Regions from separate parts of the Mus musculus genome. Here region 1 is linked to region 2. A link is a contact called in public Hi-C data. All regions are on one chromosome and are shown on one strand. Each heading gives the region's core, a stretch centred on a gene start, on an enhancer-like site or on the middle of the called end of the contact. The rest is flanking DNA. Distances are from core to core; before and after follow the strand shown. Region 1 holds the start of Brca1 (breast cancer 1, early onset). Region 2 holds the start of Cltc (clathrin, heavy polypeptide (Hc)).

Region 1 (6,306 bases), core at 1,491-3,990, about 15 Mb after region 2:
ATGTCATGTAACCCACACTGGCTTTGTACCTTATGTACTCAAGGCTAGTCTTAAACCTCTGATCCTCCTGCCTCCACCCACTTAGTGCTGGAATTACTGAAGGTAAGTCACCCCCATCCATGCTTTTTGGAGGAGTTCTCACGCTGAAGCCCACACACATCTGGAAATAATTATGCAGCCCAGATTAGCCTCCAACTTGAAGCAATCGCCCTGCCTCAGCCTACTGAGTACAGGTGTTTAAGCTACTGCACCAGGCTTGTCATTTCTAAATAAGAAAAATTTAAATTTGGAGTGCTTTAGAATTATACCAACAGTTGATGAAAAAACTTCACTAAAAAACAAAAACAAGGGACTAATAAGATGGCTCAGCAGTTAAGTAAACTCACTGCTCTTCCAAAGGTTCAATTCCCAGCATCCACACGGTGGCTCACAACCATCTGTAATGGGATCCAATGCCCTTTTCTAGCATGTCTGAAGACAGTGATAATGTACTCACATATATAAAATGAATGGAACTGTTTAAAAAAAATTCTTTTAAAAACTCCAAAACCGGACTGGAGAGATGGTTCAGCGGTTAAGAGCACTGACTACTCTTCCACAGGTCCCGAGTTCAAATCCCAGCAACCACATGATGGCTCACAACCATCCATAATGAGATCTGATGCCCTCTTCTGGGGTGTCTGAAGACAACTACAGTGTACTTACATATAGTACATTAAAAAAAACAAAAACAAAAACAAAAAACAAACCCAACCCGGGGGCTGGAGAGATGACTCAGCGGTTAAGAGCACTGACTGTTCTTCCTGAGGTCCTGAGTTCAAATCTCAGCAACCAAGATGGTTTACAGCCATCTGTAATGAGCTTAGATGCCCTCTTCTGGTGTATCTGAAGGCAGCAACAATGTACTCACATAAAATAAATAAATAAATCTTAAGAAACAAAAAACTCAGGGTCTGGAGAGATGGTTCAGTGGTTAAAAATATGTGCCTCTTCCCAGCACCCATGTCAGATGTCTGGAACGCTACATCCAGGTCAGAACCTCTGCACACACATACACATAATTAAAGATAATGAAAAATGAATCTTTAAAAAATAAAAATTTCTCCAGGCAGTGGTGGCACATATTCTTGATCACAGCACTGAGAGTCAAAGGCAGGCAGATCTCTGAGTTCCAGGACAGCCTGGACTACAGAGTGAGTTCCAGAACAGCCAGGGCTATATAGAAAAACCCTGTCTCAAAACAAAACAAACAAACACCAATAAATCAACAGATAAATAAAATTCTTAGCAGTTGCTCTTTGTAGCTAGCAATCTAAATTCTCTACTCTTTGATATGAAAGCCTTCCTTGGGTCACTTCCTTTCTTCAAGGAAAAAAAAAAAAGCTAAAATGGAGTGACTGGACAGAAGTGATATATATATGAACTTTCCCCAGAGTCTGGTGTTCTTTTTCTTGCTTAGAATCAAAACCAGTGGTGTCATACCTATAGTTTCAGGGACTGGAGAAGTTGAAGGAGGAGGATGGCTTGGACTCAGAAGTTCAGCAGTCTTTTTGGGCTAGTTTGGGGAGGCCAAAAGATCAGATATGGTTGTTTCAACCTGTACTTTCAGCATTCAGGAAGTACAGGCAGGAGGATAGAGTTCAAGGTCACCTAGAGCTACACAACCCAATTACAGAAGGCCCTGTCTCACAAACTCTAAAACTAGCTGAGAATGGTAGTGGATATCTTTGACCCCCTCCTCCCCAGAGACAGGGGCAGGTGGAGGAGTGTTTAAGACCAGCCTGTTCTATTATACACAGCTCCAAGCCAGCCAGAGCTAATATAAATGAGACTAGACTCTGTCTCAAAACTAATCAACTACCCAGCATTCAGGAGGCAGAGGCAGGTGGATCTCTGTGAATTCGAGGCCAGCCTGGTCTATAGAGCTAGTTCCAGGACAGCCAAGGCTACACAAAAGCCAAAACCAAACCAAACCAAACCACCAACATAAACGCTAACCAACCAAACAAAAAAGAAGCACACATATTATTTTAAAAGTCGCCAAAAGGAACACTTAAAAACTGCTAAAGCGTCTCCACCCTACCTCTTCTGGATGTTTCCCTGTTAAGGCTCTCTTTAAACACGTCTTCTCTGCCAACAGCATTCATTACTATTGCCATTCCCTTATGTACTTCCCTTCTAGAACCTTCTGTGAAATGTACTCGGGTCTAGTTCTTCAGGAGTTTCCCTCCACAAACTCCGTTTTTCCCCCCTCTTCCCTGCCACACTTCTGCCCGCCTTTCCTCTCATCCTTTAGCCCGCATCCGTATACAACCTTCAAGATACGATTACAGCCAGAACTCCCCCTCGTAGATCCTTTGCCCTCTTCCTCACAGCTGCCCCCGGGAATGCACAAACTGCACCCTTCCCAAGAGTCCTGTTTGAAAACGTCTGGGACCCTTTGGTTCCGCCCCAGGTACTTTCCTAATCAGTAAACACCCGTCTCCACCAGCAGCTTCCTGCCTTTCATATGAGTATTCCGGGGTACCCTTTCTGTTCCTCAGGGCTGTCTCACCTTTTCTCCGAGAAAAAAGATCCGTACTTCCAAGCGCCGAGGACGGAGAAGCCCCAAGAGAGGTGCTGGATCCTCTGGCTGCACGGGCAGCGGCCGCGCAGCCGCAATTACAATCTATCTAAAATTCCCGCGCTCTCCGTCGCCAAGGAAACCGGCCGCTTGGCGCCTAGCGCTAGCCTTTCGGAACACAAGATCCAGACACGTCAGCGGAAGGGAAGGGAGGAGCGAGTTGGGGGGGGGGGGTGCTGAAACTGTTTCTGGGTTTGCGATTGGCTACCTAGTCTTTTTTTTTCCTGTATGTCGTCACTAGAAAGAGACGGAAGAGAAAGAATTTCGAGGTTTCTCTTAGGCAGCCCCTTCGCATCTACGCCTGCTTATTACGTCACAGTAGTTCTGTACAAAGGGTGGGAATCGCTCCCTGAGGCCGGAATATGAGCGCAAGGTAGTGCCCAAAGCAGTTGCAAAACGAGGTCTCATCCCTCCCTCAGCCTTCCTGCCATGGAAGTCTCCAGTTTCGGTAAATAAGAGACTTGTGTAAGAAGAACTACCAATTCCAGCATGCATTGCGGAACGAAAGGCCTTCTCCACAGCATCTCTTGGAAAGTGTAGTCTTACGGGAAAAGAGCTTCTCACACCGGAAGCAGGCACGAGTACCACAGGAACCCAGTCGGTACAGCGGAGACCTCCTCGCAGTTATGCGTCTTAGCTGCTATGAATCGCAGCGTTCTGTGTTCGTGTTTTGTGCACAGAAAATAGACTAAAAGGAGCTGTGGGTTCCAGGAAGACTACAATTCCCGTCCAGCCCCGCGATTCTCGGGTAACTAGTCCGCCAATGTCAGTGACCTGGGAAAAGCAGAGGGTGGCCAATCGGCTTGGGAAAGGGAAATCCAACCAGCTGACTTCTGCGCGCTAGTTCCGCCCCTCGGCCTGGGTGTTTGTTATTGTTATGCGGTTCAGAGAGCTTCTGTCCCTCCCTTGCCAACGCAGCACTGACCAATCGGTAGAGAGGTTATTTTGAGGGGCAGATAGAAAGAGCCAATCATCTTGTGGAAAACTCCGGGAAACATGGGACTAGGCCCGGTCTCTGTCCGCCATGTTAGATTCACCCCGCAGGGATAGCAGGCGAGCTGGCCGCGAACGGTCCTTGCACTGGCCACTGGCAAGCGCCCCCCGTGGGCGGAAAGCTGGTAAGGAAGCTACCACTGTTACCTAGAAGTAGGGGCACGCCGTTCTTAGAGTGCTCGGGGAAGTTCAAGGGGAAAATCTTGCAAAGAGGAGTGACTTTCCGTGTTCAGGGGCAGCCAGTCTTTTCAGTGACCAGATGAGGGAGTCGCTTGGGTTGTCATCGATAGTGGGGGGTGGATACTGCCTGAGGGAGACAGTTCATGGCTTAGAAGGGCCAGTTTCTGCTAAGAAAAGGTCTCGATCCCCCCCAGAACATAAAGAGGGCTTCGATGGTGGTGACACTCACTGTCCTGGGGACATGGAGTTCCGGGAAACCATTACTGGAAGACTGGGATTAAGTCTGCGACAAGAAAGGACATACATCTTCCTCATTCTGTCCCTTTCCTATTTTTAAGGCTCTATTGAAGGAAGATATCTTGAGCTAGGACCTTCCAAATTAGAAAGGCATCGTTTTTCCCGTTATGTCAAACACCCACCTTTCAGATGACACATTTTAAAACTCAGGTTGCTTGTGCCAGCTTCTGGTATAGAAAATGAAGTTCAGATTCCCAAATTGGCTTTATTAAAATTATTTGTCGGGGTTGAAAAATAATCACGTGAGGAAAAGCTGACTTAGCCACATGAACGTGAGTCAATAGGTATGAGTTTACAGTGCCATTTAGGAAAGTGCAGGCTTAGGCCCAGCTACCTGACTGCTGGAGGTAAACCTTCAGGTATAGATGTGGTTAACTGTACTTTTGATATTTTCACAAGTTCAAGATGATTGCTCTGGCTGAAAGAATTTTCACACGTAAGCCCTTTATGAAGACCTGTATATTGGCCAGCTAAACTAGAACCGCCTACTTCCTGTTTTCTCCCATGGGCAGAACAGCTGGTTGCTCCAAAGTATGGAAACTAATTCCCACTTGTGTAATTTCAGAACGGGGAAGAATAGTTTCCTTCCAGACAGAAAAGAGTGGAAGAGTATTTCTTGAAGTTGGAAAGTGTGTTTCACAATTTTTACATTTTGGTCACTTTGTTTTTCTGGTTTAAAGAAAAAACAAACAAACCAACCAACTTGAACGTGCTGGGGAGTTGCTGGGGAGTTGATGAGCCAGCGTCTGCCTAAATTTTACAGCTCCTAAGAAGGAAGAATTGCATTTCAGGTAAATGCATGCTGGTTGTCAGCAGGGTGGGTGCTAGAGATTAGCATTAGCTTGGCATCGAAGTCAATTCTAGATAAAGACAAGTGATGGGAAAAAATGAATAATTGAGTATATAAAATAGTCAGAATTAAGAATACAAGGTTCTTTTGTTTCAATTATTTATTTTGAAACCGTTGGTGTTTTTGTATGTCTGTAGGAGGGTGTTAGATTCCCCTGGAATTGGAATTACAGACAGTTGGAAGCTGCTGCACGGGTGCTGGGAATTGAACTGGGTTCTTTGGGGGGGTCGGGGGGGGGGGGAGGCTGAGCCATCTCTCCAGCCCTACAGGCTCTTAAAATGACAGTTGTATCCATAGTACAACACTCTGAAGGCAGAAGCAGGCAAATCTATAGCAATTGCCAGGCCAGCATGGGCTGCGGAGTGAGAGTATGTCTCCTTCAAAAATTAGTAAATAATAAACTAGAAGCTATCTTAGTGAAATAAAGAATTGTTTCTGTTGATAAGAATTTATACACTTTGTGGTGCTAGAAATGAACCCCACAGCTATGCACATAATTGACTGGTTCGGCCTTATTCCCAATCTCCTAGGCCATAATTTTATTAAATTCCTTTGGTAACACTGTTAAGGTCATCAAAATAGTATTGTTTTTATAGATTAAACAGTTGAAGCTCAGAGATAGTGTTTCTCACAGCTCTATGACTAGTCTGTGGTGGAACTGTGTCTGGAACCCTGAGTCTTCCCGCCCCATGGCCTCCCTTCCTGTGACATTGGAAAAGTCTAGGACTTAATCTTGTTTGCCTCTTGTGTGTGGAGCAGAATCTGGCCCTTTCTAGATGCAGATTTAAAAATGTGCTGAATATTTTAAGAGGTGACCTTTTTTTTTTTAATGCCAGTGAGTTTACTTGTAGCGTTAAACAACTTAAACTACCTTTTCCCCTAAAGTCACAGATCATCAGTAAGCAAAGTCCTTCATTAAAGTCAAACCGACTTTAATAATAGATAAGTGATTAAAGAATTACCAGCTTCTTAGGTGTGATAATGGTGGGTTTTACATTTTTTTTCTCATAAATATTTACGAATGAAAGGATGAATATTTTGTCAAGAGAGACATTGTCATGAGACAAGGGTGTAGCTCAGTGGTAGAGTGATTCCCTATCGTCTAGACATCTGTATTCCATTTGCAGCCCCCCACACACAACTGAAAGGAAGGAATACTGGATAACTAAATTAGCTCCCAGTTGGATATTGTGGAAGCTAGCTGATAGGTCCAAAAGGACTCAGCAAGTTCCTTTCTTTACTTTTATATACCTTTAAAATTCCCCATAAGTGATTGTAAGAGGTTCTGGTAGATTGTTGTTGTTGTTGCTGCTTTGTTTTGGTGTTGGTTTGTTTGCTTGCTTATTTTCTGGAGACTTAGTGT
Region 2 (6,613 bases), core at 3,504-6,003:
AAGACCCTGTCTCAAAAAATAGAAATTAAACCAAGATAAAACAAAACAGAAAAGCGTAAGTAAATAATTCAGCCATGCAAATTTGGTCTTCTTACAATAAAGCATATAATCTTTAAATACATACCAAGTACTTCCCATGAAGAAAAGGTCTAGATCAAGATGTCTGAATACAAAATGGCCATTTTGAATAGAATTTCAACTAGCTAATTTTATACTGAATATATCTAAAATAGTATCTTGGGTATAATGTGTTAAATAAAACATGAACTGCACCTATATTTTCCCTGTTACTTATGACCATCACATGTTTCTGATAGTCAGAACTTGTCTCACTGAGCCAGCCCCAAGACTTCCTTTGTTCACTGTATCACATCACTAATCATACTTTAAACAAGAGGAAAATCTCTTCTCTAGGCCAAAGTCCAACAGGAAAGAAAATAGTAGGAAATCTGTGTAGTTTCTTGTTCTATTTTTAAAAAAAGGAATTATTTATTTTATGTCTATGAGCACACTGTAGCTGTCTTCAGAGGGCATTGGATCCCATTACAGAGATTGTAAGCCACTATGTGTTTGCTGAGAACTGAACCCAGGACCTCTGGAAGAGCAGTCAGTATTCTTAACCAGTGAGCCATCTCTCCAACCCTCTTGCTCTCTCTCTCTCTCTCTTTTTAATTAGATTTATTTATTTTATGTACATGAGAATTTTGCCTGCATATACCTATGTGTGCTACATGTGTGCCTGGTATCCTTGGAGGACTGAAGAGCCCCTGGAACTGGAGTTACAGGAGATGAGGAGTTGTCTGTATGTGATGGGAACCAAACCCAGGTGCTCAGGAAGAGTTAACAGTCGCTCTTAAGCACAGAGCACCTCTCTGGTCCCTTGTAGCATCTCTTAAAGGCAATCACTGCAGCAGGGCATGATGATGCAGGCCTAGAACCCCGGCACTCAAGAGGCTGAGAAGCAAGAGGATTTTGAATCTGAATCCACTCTGGGCAACATTAGCAAGACACTGTCTTTAAAATATGATTTATGGTCAGGTGTGATGGAATATGCAATAATTCCAGCACGCTGGAGCCAGAGGCAAGCAGATCTCAGTTCAAAGCCATCCTGTTATACATAGTAAGTTTCAGACCAGACAGTGCGATATAGTTAAGACTCTGTCTTAAAAACAGAAGAGGCGATCCAAACCCCATTCTGACTATGGCCCCTGAGTACGGCCTCCAGCCTTAGTCTTCCACTGTTAATGTGAGACAGGACCAAGGGCTGAGTGAGGACACAGCACACAACAGAAGTTGGACTGCTCTCCTCCTCACTCTCTAGCCCTCACTTATCAGAAACAACTGTCCCAACAGCACACTACCCAAGTTCCCAAGACTTTAAAGTGAAAACCATAGTTTTGCATACCTTAAAGTATAATCCCAAACAGGGCACAAGTATTTTCATTAAAATTGGCCAAACTCCTTAAAGCTGAGTAAACTAACCTTTAAGAAAATTCTGGGGGGGGTGGGGGGGGAGGGAATCGGTCTTCATTTAAACTATTTCCACGGTAGATTAGAGTCTACTTCCAGGTGGCATGCTCTTCTAGTCTTCCTAAGCATCTATTACTGCTTTCTCTTTGAAACCAAAACCTTCTTAAGAATCCTACTATTCAACTCAGCAACACATTGCATGTCTGTGTTTATGGATCAAAGAGAGAAGAACGGGGTGGAAAGATTTGTAAATGAAAATTAAAAGTATCCAAATGCTCAACAAAATGTGTCAATTGCAAAATGCTTAATATGCCAGGAACTGAAAATTGCAGGCAGTGGGGTTTTGTTGTTTTGTCCTTTGAGACAGGGTTTTGCTGGCTGGCACTGAACTTTCTGAGTTCTGCAGCCTAGAATTTGTTCAGAATCTGCAACTCAACAAAAATTCCTTCATCACATAAAATATCAAAATTATGTGATATAGTTCCAAGCCTTGATGACAGATCTTCATCTAAACAAATGCACAAAGGGATATGAAAATAAATAGCAATTTTTTATTTGCAACATTCTCATAAAAAGTTTAAAATAAATTAATTTAGAGTTTGCTGTTAACTTTCACAAGTGAACTCTACACTCCTTACTTCCCAGTTCTCCTAAATGCTTTAGAAAGTTGTTTTCTAAGCAGAATGGCAGAGGCTGGGCAATCAAAGACTTAAGATGACAACTGGAATAATCCTTACACTGTATGTTTGTTTGTTAAAAGAGAGGGAATAAAAGTCTGAGATCAGAAGATACATTATCCTTTCGGCACACCTGACTCTATCTACTAGAGTGGGATCCTACCAGCCAAAGCCTAAAGTGTAATGAGGTCCTCCAGAAAATAAGCATCCGAGATCTTCAAGTGTATCTGTAAAGCTATTTTATAAATATTCAAAATCTTTAAATTTTGGAAAACAGTTTCAAATATTTGCAGAAATTGCTACTCACATGCCACACCTGCATTAAATCTGTTTTTAATTAGTGACAAGTTTGGATTCCAGTCTGTAAGACCATTCAACAATTCTGGTCTTGAGTTTAATAGAAATGAAAAACTATTACTCAAATCACCAGCAACGGTCATGTCATCAGCAGTTGTCTTTGCTTCTTTTGTGTAAGGTTTATACACATATTTGCAGAAAGCTATTTCTGGTAACTTCAGTGTGGCCAAGTGTTAATCCCAAAGATGGGAGAAGAAAAAACAGCAACCCAAATCATGGTCAAATTAATTAAAGCAAGCAATTAATTAAAGCTAGATTTTTTTCTGTTGTTAGTGTACACAGGCTGCCTCCCTCTTAACTCAGCCTGAAGAGCCCACTGTCCACTAACATCCAGAACAGTGCTTTCCTAACACTTTATATTCTTAACAGAGGAAACTCAAGCTTGAATTGAGAACAAAAATTAACTTCTCTGTCAGCATTGTCACTTGACATTTTTCAGACCTTTACAAAATAGAGATCTTATTGCCAAAATCAGATGAATTATTTGAAAACTAGTGATGACTGAAGAAAATGTATTCAAGTCATTTAATGGGCAAAGAAGTCCTAAAGTAAAATAATTCGTTAATGTTAGCAACACGGTAAAGTCTATAAAGAAATATTTAATTATTTTACTTGGTGCTAAATTTTAGTTAACCCTCTTTATTATCAAACATCTTTTATGTATATCAATGAAGAAAAGTAAATCAGATTGCCTTCAATGATAAAGCACTCAATAAGTTACCAATATTTGAACTGGATCACTGCACCTCCCCCTCATGAAATTAGCCCTTCAGAAGATGCAGCTGAAAGCAGATTTCTTTATGGGGATACTTGAGGGAAAGTAAATTAATATGAATAAATTATGATGTCAAAGAGTCGGGACAAGTGAACCAGGAAAATCAGCAGTTCAGAAGAAGCGTAATTCAGCGAAGCCCTCCAACAGTCACCTGCCTAGGCCAACTGCTGGCAGGTTGCCAGGTTAGACAATGGTGTATTGACTCCAGGATAAGGTGCAGTGGGGGGCGGAGGGGGGACGCCCCAGACTATTAAAAAGGAGCCAGTTACAGATCAACTTGTTAGGTACTGACACAGAGCAGGTATGCACTTAAACCCGGCTCTGATGAATTCCACGCAGTCCTGTGAGACATACTCCTGCCGTAATCCCACAACTACCTGCTAAATTCCAAAAGGCCATAAATAACCTCTAAATAACTCTCCCTACCTGCAAGAATCAAAGTGAGCCTAAGAGCTACACTAACCCTCTGAAGAAACCAAGAAAGGAAAAATATGCGCGTTCCCCTTGGGACCTTGACCCCAGGCACCGAGACTGACACCGCCCCTTGCCGCCCCTCTATCTTCTTTCTGTTCCTTCAGTGAGTGTGACCTTCGGTTCCTTATAGATTCAGGGAAGGCAAGCCACGAGCCACTGCTACCCTAACCCCAAGGTGCCTTTCTCAGTGGTGAGCTGCAGAGGGAGGATGCAGCTCCTCCCCAACCCACCCGCCACACAATTCCTGGGTGCAGACTCGATGTAGAAATGGGAATAGACCAAGGGAAGGTGACAGCCCCGCGTCGCTCAGGGTTAACGAGAAATCTTGCTCTGGGAGAAACGCGCGAGAAGCTCCCCCACCTAGCCCCTACCCAAATGAATGAACTGAGTAAAATGGGAAGGGGGGTCTGGTATGCGCAGTTCTTGCAATCCAGGAAGCAGAATAAGAGGTCGTCAGACGTAAGGCCTGGCCTCGCCGCCCTTTGCACTCCGATTCGTCATTTCCATCCTAGTCTCATATCATTTAACCCTTTAAGCTTTTAAGACACTGTCCTTCCTCCACCTATGCCAAATACCGACACCCCCCACTCCCCTTCTCTCGATCCCTTTCGGGCCAGGCCGCTAGCTTCTTCCTTCCCACGACCCTCGAAAAGTCCCTCAGCAGCCCCGACTCACACGTACCTGGAGATGCTCCTGAAAGCGAATGGGCAGAATCTGGGCCATGGCGCTGTCGGGGAGTATGGTCTCCTCCTGTCACTGGGGCTGCAGGGCAGTGCCTGCCCGGGCTCTCCAAGGGAGAGGAGGAGACGGGGAAGGGGAGGGGAGGCTGGGCTCAGAGGGATACTCTCCGGGGACGCAGGGAACTGGCAGGCAGACGAGAGAGCTTGGGTCGGGGGCGGAGGCTCCAGGGGCCGGGAGAGCCGCAATGGCGGAACCGGGAGCAGCGCAGACTCCGGAAACGGCTGAGCCCTGCGGAAGGATCCCGAGGCAGAACTCCGCCCAGTCTCCTCACGCCGTCCGCCTTATGTAGCCTTCCACAGACGCCGCGCCGCGGTCGGGCGTAGGGATTCAGGGACGCAGTGCGCGGAGCGCTCTTCGCTGATGCGGCTGCGGGGAAACAGAGGAACCGAGGGACTACTTTTTCTAGACTCATCACTTTCCCCAGGCTCCGGTTTCTCCCTTCTCCCCTCCCCCCTCCCACTTTTTTTTTTTTTTAACATTTTGCCACATCATGCGACTCGGGGCGAACTACGTCATTTCCGTAGGCGCTGTAAGACCCACCCACGCACTTCCCGGTGCACGTGATGCGGGTAGGGAAGGGTCGGTTGAAGGCTGCCAGAGTGGAGGGCGAGAGGCAAGATACTGGCCGCTGCTCCTGGGGAGGAGGTGGCGGTTGAGCCCCCTGCCGGCGTGGCGGCCTGGGCGTGAGGACACCGAGTGCCTGAGGAGAAGGCCGCGGCGTGGGTGCCGCGGTGACTAAGGGAAACGGCCCCGCCGCAGAGCTCCTCGGGCGGCTGGCTGCGGCGCGCCTCCCCCGCCTGGTTTCGCGCAGTGGGTGGTTGCTGACACCTCAGGGAGGGGGACCGTACTGAGCTGCAAGCTTCCTTGCCCTGACGCACGCCCTTCTGACGCCAGGAGAGCCGGATGGCTCCTCGAGATCCTCAGATAAACCATCTCAAAGGACAGGGAAGGCCATGGGAGAAGAATCTCCTGCTGGCCCCTGGAGAGCGCTTCCGCGGACATTTTGGTGGACTTAGATCAGCCTAGTGTAGAGATCAGTTTGGCCTTCGAGAACTGGAGGGTTCGGCCACAGGAAAAAGCTTAAAAGATGTAGATCAAAGGATGGCTAGGGAAAGAAACCTCAGGGGCTGTCTTGGAGCTGAGGGATTGACTGTTAGTCATACATGGTAGTAGGACCATTACCTGTAGTTACAGGGTGGGCGATGTAATAAGCCCTTCAAAACCGGAGCACCTTGCCTTCCTACAGCAGTAAGCTATCTGCAGCATTCATTAGCGATTAATAGCCGCCCCAGAGCTCTTGCTAAAGTGTAAGGTGTAATGTCTCACAATAGCACCAATATAAGGAAGATTTAGAGAGTTCATTTCCACATAGTTCGTCTTAATCCCCCTGAAAGTTCTTGAGGAAATTACTTTCAATGCCCCTTTCAACCTAAAGAACATAAGACAACCACTGGGTGTACAATAATTTTGCGTAAGCGGTTTTGCTTAGAGAAATCTGCTTAGTCATTTCAGTTGCGTTTAGTATTCCCCCCAAATACTGCCTTTCATATCTGGGCTGAGAGGAGAACCAGGCAAGTGAGAAGGCAGACAACAGACCCTTGAAGAAGAGCCTTGCCACCATATTTAGGATGTTTTGTGTTTACATAATTTCACTTAAGCACTTGAATGTGCCCTGTCCTGCAATGTTTGAAAAGATTGTTTTCATAAGACTTTGTCCTTTTCTAGAGGTGGGCAAATTTTAAATTAAAATCCTAAGGGAGTTACTGTTTTATTACAGAAATGTCAGTAGCTTAATAGAATTGCACTTTCAATCTCAGAATTTGGGATGTAAGAGCTTCACCATGAACAGATCACCACATTTCAATTTATTGACAAGGGCCTTGTATTTTCATACAGACCCTGCATGAAAGGACATTTCAAATCCCCAGAGCAGTTGATTTTACTTCCTTGGTGTGGAATACCTAACCAAAAAGTGCGCTGAGACTGCTTTGTCATCACACATAGAAATTTCAAGAATGAGTTGTTTTCAGAAATCATTTAGAAAGAAGAAAAGTAGATGGTGATATCCCAAATCATTCTGCTTATTAATAGGACTGCTGCCTTGCCTGCCAGATTCTCC

The links. Hi-C and Micro-C count contacts between places; a contact is called where the count stands out from the background.
Region 1: a contact with region 2 is called in a Hi-C map of B cells, with 5 read pairs. The contact joins the promoter of Brca1 here to the promoter of Cltc in region 2. A contact is called at or near these places in 1 of 39 promoter capture datasets (cranial neural crest) and 1 of 484 Hi-C or Micro-C datasets (B cells).

Annotation. Positions count from the first base shown.
Region 1 is chr11:101,549,215-101,555,520 of GRCm38.p6, forward strand. Brca1 (breast cancer 1, early onset) reads right to left here and starts at 2,741. Exons shown (of 23, transcript NM_009764.3): 1 at 2,555-2,741. It overlaps Nbr1 (NBR1, autophagy cargo receptor), which reads left to right and starts at 3,440. Exons shown (of 24, transcript NM_008676.3): 1 at 3,440-3,741; 2 at 4,774-4,884.
Region 2 is chr11:86,752,814-86,759,426 of GRCm38.p6, forward strand. It overlaps Cltc (clathrin, heavy polypeptide (Hc)), which reads right to left and starts at 4,754. Exons shown (of 32, transcript NM_001003908.2): 1 at 4,435-4,754. The coding sequence starts at 4,476. Gm42085 (a long non-coding RNA gene) reads left to right here and starts at 4,900. Exons shown (of 3, transcript XR_880101.3): 1 at 4,900-5,063.